Linked DNA regions of Cricetulus griseus: region 2 is linked to region 1. Evidence: chromatin contacts called from public Micro-C data. All regions are on one chromosome and are shown on one strand. Each heading gives the region's core, a stretch centred on a gene start, on an enhancer-like site or on the middle of the called end of the contact. The rest is flanking DNA. Distances are from core to core; before and after follow the strand shown. Region 1 holds the start of Smarca5 (SWI/SNF-related matrix-associated actin-dependent regulator of chromatin subfamily A member 5). Region 2 holds the start of Usp38 (ubiquitin carboxyl-terminal hydrolase 38).

Region 1 (3,221 bases), core at 238-2,737:
TGAAATTTATCCCTTAATAAGCTTTTTGCCAATAAGTATGGATTATGAGAATTATTGAATTTAATCATATAGATATGTAAGCATTGTTATATACTAGAAATATTTTGTTTCTGTTTACAAATTTTTGGAGATAAGATCTCATTTAGTCCAGACTGGTCTAGCAGCCAACTGTGGACCCCCTGTCTCCACTTCCCCAAGTGTTGGGATTCTGGGCATGCATCACCACACTGGATCAAAATGGGCTGGGGCTCAAGCCCAGGATGTTTGCAAGCAGTATGTTCTGCAAGCATCCCACCAACTGACCTACAACTGCAGCTTTCAGAAGCACTTACTTCCAGAGAGTTTTTATTAGAGAATTATTCGACTAGTTCAAACATTCGTGTTACATATGTTATTTATTCCAAGAGATTTGAAATTCAACATGTTTTAGTTAACTCTTGAAAGGACTTCATTTATTCAATATTGGTGGCCACTAAGTCATGAATGGGAAGTAGGTGGGTGACACAGGAGAGGACACAAGGCCTCAGAGCCTCCACCACAGCCTAAGCAGAAGCAACACCAATAATTTTTAGAGGCAGGGCTTCTCTGTCACCACCGCCTGGCTAAGAATTTTTTCTTTTTTAGTTTTTGAGACAAGGCCTCACTGTGTAGCCCTGACTGTCCTGGGACTCGTTCTGTACACCAGGCTGGGCTCAAACTCTCAGAGATCCACCTGCCTCTGCCTCCCAAGTGCTGGGATTAAAGGCGTGCGTTACATACTTGACAAACACTTTTTTAAAAAAATAATTTATTTAAATTCATTTTTTGTGCATTGGTGTTCATCTCCTGAAACTGGAGTTGTAGACAGTTGTGAGCTGCCATGTGGGTGCTGGGAATTAATTGAACTCAGGTTCTCTGGAAGAGCAGCCAATGCTCTTAACCACTGAGCCATCTCTCCAGCCCCCTGACAAACATTTCTTAAGCAGACAAAAACGCACATTTTTCTTTGATGCTCGTGGAAAAAATACACGCCATCGTTTGTCCCCAGCTATTGCCATTCCGGATCTCACAGGCTCGCAGTCCATAAACTCTGGAAGGGTGGGATGGCTGATGGGGCGGGCATTTTTTTCTTGGACGTCCGACGTCACTGGAGGGAACCTGTGACGTCTGGCCGTGAGCGACGGCGGCGCGACGGTGAAGGCCAGTCCCCGGGCTGTCGCGCCGCTCCCAGGCCGGCTTCTGTGGCGCGGCGAGAGCCGAAGAGCCGTTAAGAAGCGCCCAGCTCGCGTCACGCACACCTTCGCAAACCTACGCCGACGCGCTTCCTCGAGGCCCCGCCCACTCCCCCCCCCCGCAGTTCGGGGGCGGGCTGGAGGAGGCGGGGCCCAGGAGGAGCAAGCGCATGCGCTCTCGCGATCCGGCCGCTGAAGGGTGGGGGGAGGGAGAGGACTAGCGATCTCGCGAGGGTTGAGAGCGGGTGGCGTAGGCGGCTGTCCCGGTGGTTGGAGAAGAGAACCTACGCGGGGCGAGGAGAAGGCGCCCGGACGCCGCGCAGAACCTTTCGCTTTCCTTTCCCCTGCCCTCAGCCCTCGGTCTCCCCGGAGTCAGCCCGCCCTCCCTGACCTCCGTGACCCCGCTGGCCCCGCCCACCCTCGTCGACGTGATTCCCGCCGTGAAGTCAACGCCGGCGGAGTGGAGCGGAGCCGGGTCCCGCGGAAGAGGAGGTCGGGGCGAGCTCCGCGGCAGGGCCGGCTCGGGTCGGTGGCGGAGCCGCCGCGCGTGAGAACTTCCGGCCGGGGCTCGCTCCTCGGTCGGCCCGGGCGCCAGAGTCGAGCAGGCAGGCCGGCCGGCCCAGGCCGCTTCGCTTCCCTCCGCGCCGCGCCTGCCCGTGGCCGCGGCGGGTGACGCAGCCGGAACATGTCGTCGTCGTCGGCGGCCGAGCCTCCGCCGCCCCCGCCTCCCGAGAGCGCGCCTCCCAAGGCCGCGGCCGCGGGCGCCGGCGGGAGCAGCAGCAGCAGCAGCGGCGGCGGCGGCAACAAAGGCGGCCCCGAGGCCGTGGCGGCGCCTGCGGCTCCATCGTGTGCGGGGGGCGCGGGCCCCGCGGACGCCGACATGGAGGTGAGCACGGCGGGCGGGCGTGCGCGCAGGGAGGGAAGGAGGGAGGGAGATGGATGCTCGCTTGCCCGCTCGCTGGCGCTGAGTCTGCCTCCCTCACCTCTGCGTTTCCCTCCGCGTAGTAGCCTAGGCGGCTCGCCGACCGCTCTTAGGAAACACATGTTCCTGATTACCGTGGTCGAGGGACCCGGTTTCCCCCAGCGTTAGACGCCCTCAGAAGGGCTCTGTTTCCCCCGGATCTGGGTTTTAGTTTGCACTAAACTTTGGGGAAGGGCGAGGGAGCTGGCCCCTTCGCCGTGGAATTCACGGGGCGAGCGCGACGTTTGTCAGCGTCGCACGCAGCCGGGGACTTTGGGCCTCCAGTGCCCCATCCCGGTGCTGGCGGGGGCGGCATCTGTCTGTCGTGGGCAGAAACAATGGCGAGAGCTGGAGGGCCGAATGCGCAGTGGGGATGAGCGGGGCGCAGCTGCCTCTGCAGCAAGGGGAGGCCCCTCCCGAGCCCCGCTCTACCGGGAGGAGAGCGAGCGAGCGAGCCAGCGTGACAGCCGCAGCACCTGTCCCGGATCCCCATCTAATTAGGGGTTGGTGGACGGACGGATGAATGAATGAATGGGAGCATCGGGGGAGGGCGGTGGGCTACTAGCCCAGCGAATTACCTCCTGTTAAAGCCATTCAGACAATTCGCCGTTGAACCACCATCTGGGACTCGAGTGGGCCAGATGATGATGACAATGCTGGAAATGGGGGAGAGGGTGGAAAAATGGGGGAGTTGCCAGACAGGTCTCTTGGATATGCTCCCAGGCTTTGAGTTGCCTGGGAACAAAGATACTGCTTCTAGTTTTTATTCTTGGCCTTGGACTTGTTTTGTGCTGTTCTATAGTTCAGTCTGAGAATTTCTGCACTTATATTGGAATAATACTCTAAAGATGAACCTTGCTGCAGAATTTACACTATAAGGAAATGATGGTGCAGTTGCATCACTTGGATGAAATAATGTGTTGCTAGTCTTTGAAATCACTTTTAGTGTGTGTGGGGGGTGTTAGTGTAGTGCATCAATTTGAAGTGAAGTTTCATTTTAAAATGTATTTGATGCCAGGCAGTGGTGGGCACACCTTTGATCCCAGCAC
Region 2 (3,073 bases), core at 71-2,570, 270 kb before region 1:
TCCATGTATAAACTTCCAGAGATGTCTTTAGCAGTCGTTTCCGGGAAAAAATCCAGTCATTTAGGCACTGGAGCGTGTCTAGACCCAAAAAGGTCTTTTAAAAGATTTCCCAAAAAGTTTGTGTATTCTTATACTTTTCCTCACTTCCTCGCTTCTAGAGTTCCCAAAACTTCCTCTGACACAACATTTCCAAATAAACAGCACTCCCTCGAATTTTCCTAAGCGTCGTCACCCAGACTGACAGGGTAAACGGTTCCTCCATCTTGTCTCAGCTGGAGCCATCTTCTGTGTAAGCTTCAGCTGCCACCCCCGCCCCTTTCTACCCCCTCCGTGAGAGTCCTGCACCCAATCCTGCTCTAGAGCTCGGGGAAATGCCCCAGCTAACTGCCAGTTCTGGCTTCTACGAAACCACCTGCATCCTTTCCTTCCCCTGCCAACGGCAAACAAGGACGCGGTTTTCTGTGCAGTCTGCATGGAGAAGCTCCCTGTGAAATGCATTCGGGCGGCCCCGTGAGAAGTGCTTCTCTCCCCGCAGTCGCCGGCGGCCTCACACAGACGCCATCCGGTCGTGCTCAGCGGTCCCTGAGTCTCTAATCAAAGAAAGGCGACGAGAACCTAAAAGCAGCAAGGTCCCCTCCAGATTCCCTCAGCAGCCCTCCCGGATGTCCGCCTGTGACGCGCCACTCCTTCTCCAGTGACGCGGAAGTGACAGAGTGACTCCGTCAGGGCCACGGCGCCTGCGCGTCAGGGAAGGGGGCGCGGTCTGTCGGGGAGGGGAGGAGCTAGATGGGGCGAGAGGCCGGGAAGGGGCGGGGCTAGAAGGAAGTGTGTAGAATGTAGGAGAGGAGAAAAAAAAACCGGAAAAAGTGGGTGGAGCGAGGGCGGACCTAGCCCGGGTCCGTCGGAGCTTCACTTCCTCCTTGCCGGTATTTCTGCATCCGGGTCGAGGGTGTTCGCTGCCTCCGGCTCCTCTCTCTCCCTGGCTGTTGGCGGCACTCTGGGTGACAGCGCCGCCTGACTCAGCCCGGGCCGGCTTTCCTCTGCGCACCCGCGGGAGCCTGGACGCCCTCGCCGCCCCGGGACGCGGAGGCGCTCCTCACCTTCGGACTCAGCCCGGGGGCCTGCGGGGCCGCCGCGCCCGGATGCTGAGGGGCGTCTGTGCCGGCCTCCGGCGAACGGCGGGCACTGGCAGCCCCTAGGCGCCCCGGAAGCCCCGCTCCGCCCCGGCTCGGATGGGCGCTCGCACTCGATAAATGTGGCTGCCCCCCGGGGCCGCCGCCGCCGTCGCCGCCGCCGTCGCCCCGCCGCCCGCTCCTCGTCCCCCGGGCCCGGCCTTGCAGCGTGGCGACGATGGACAAGATCCTGGAGGGCCTGGTGAGTTCCTCGCATCCGCTGCCCCTCAAGCGGATGATTGTGCGCAAGGTGGTGGAGTCGGCGGAGCACGGGCTCGACGAGGCGCAGTGCGAGGCCATGTTTGACCTGACGACCCGGCTCATCCTGGAGGGCCCGGACCCTTTCCAGCGCCAGGTGGGCCACCAGGTGCTGGAGGCCTACGCGCGGTACCACCGGCCCGAGTTCGAGTCCTTCTTCAACAAGACCTTCGTGTTGGGCCTCCTGCAACAGGGCTACCACTCCCTGGACAGGAAGGACGTAGCCATCCTGGACTACATTCACAATGGCCTGAAGCTGATCATGAGCTGCCCGTCGGTGCTGGACCTCTTCAGCCTGCTGCAGGTGGAGGTGCTGCGGATGGTTTGTGAGAGGCCGGAGCCGCAGCTCTGTGCCCGACTCAGCGACCTGCTGACGGACTTCGTACAGTGCGTCCCCAAAGGGAAACTGTCCATTACCTTCTGTCAACAGCTGGTTCGAACGATAGGTCATTTCCAGTGTGTGTCCACCCAGGAGAAGGAGCTGCGGGAGTATGTCTCCCAGGTAACGAAAGTGAGTAACTTACTACAGAACATCTGGAAGGCTGAGCCCTCCACGCTGCTACCTTCTCTGCAAGAAGTTTTTGCAAGCATCTCTTCCACAGGTAAGGGTCATTATTTCAGGGGAAGTTCAACATGTGTCTCAAACACAGTACGCTTTCTGCCCGGAAACATTCTCTTGTGAGGACCGGAAGGTCAGCAAGCATGTTTTATTGGAGTAAATCCTCCGGTAAGAGGCATTCTTGATGGAGAGCAGATCTAAATACCCTTAGCCACAAAATTGTACTGCACTTCACTGCCTTGTTCAGAATCGAACGTTGTAGCCAAAAGATGCCTAAGTCCCAAGACCTTTGTCACTGGGCAAGTCACTTAATGACCCAGCCTCTGCTCCAGTTTTGGAATGCTTACAGGCTGACAGCCATTACGAAAAGCTTCCCTCATTACTGACTAATGGTCTCATATGATGCTTACCACAGTGTCATTATTGTATGTAACCTATCATCTTGTCGAAGCTGTTTTTCAATGTTCTCATTTTTTAAAAAGAATTCAAGGGTCGCGCACAACCTATTATAAGATTGTCCCAGTTTAAAGTATTGTCATTGTCGCTTTACAACAGTATTTGTGACAAGAGACCCAGGCAACATTAAAACAAGTATGAAGTGTGGCAGTTTAGGTAGATGCTGGTCTTGCCTGCCCTTATCAAAGGCGGTGGTGGCACACGCCTTTAATCCCAGCACTTGGGAGGCGTATCTCCGTGAGTTCAAGACCAGCCTGGTCTCAAAAGCTAGTTCCAAGACGGCCTCCAAAGCCACAGAGAAACCCTGTCTCAAAAAAAAAGAAAACTACATCACAAACTTGGGAAGGGTCAAAGGATAATACTTAGAAAACACTTTCACCTCAGAATTTTGTCTGTGTCTGCCCTTGGGGCTTTAAAATCTGTCAGTCAAACTGAACTTGTGAAGCTGTCCTCTTTTTATCTATTTTTTTTTTTTCCTCCAAGACAGGGTTTCTCTGTGTAGCTTTGGAGCCTATCCTGGGACTTACTCTTAGACCAGGCTGGCCTCGAACTCACAGAGATCCACCTGCCTCTGCATCCCGAGTGCTGGGATTAAAGGCGCTCACCACCAACACCCAGCCCTCTTTTT

Evidence for each region. A called contact is a pair of places that touch in the nucleus more often than the background predicts.
Region 2: a Micro-C map of the CHO-K1 cell line shows a contact between it and region 1, with 4 times the contacts expected there. The contact joins the promoter of Usp38 here to the promoter of Smarca5 in region 1. A contact is called at or near these places in 2 of 8 Hi-C or Micro-C datasets (both in the CHO-K1 cell line).

Annotation. Positions count from the first base shown.
Region 1 is chr3:156,512,740-156,515,960 of CriGri-PICRH-1.0, reverse strand. It overlaps Smarca5 (SWI/SNF-related matrix-associated actin-dependent regulator of chromatin subfamily A member 5), which reads left to right and starts at 1,487. Exons shown (of 24, transcript XM_027404878.2): 1 at 1,487-2,097. The coding sequence starts at 1,897.
Region 2 is chr3:156,778,134-156,781,206 of CriGri-PICRH-1.0, reverse strand. It overlaps Usp38 (ubiquitin carboxyl-terminal hydrolase 38), which reads left to right and starts at 1,320. Exons shown (of 10, transcript XM_027404873.2): 1 at 1,320-2,032. The coding sequence starts at 1,351.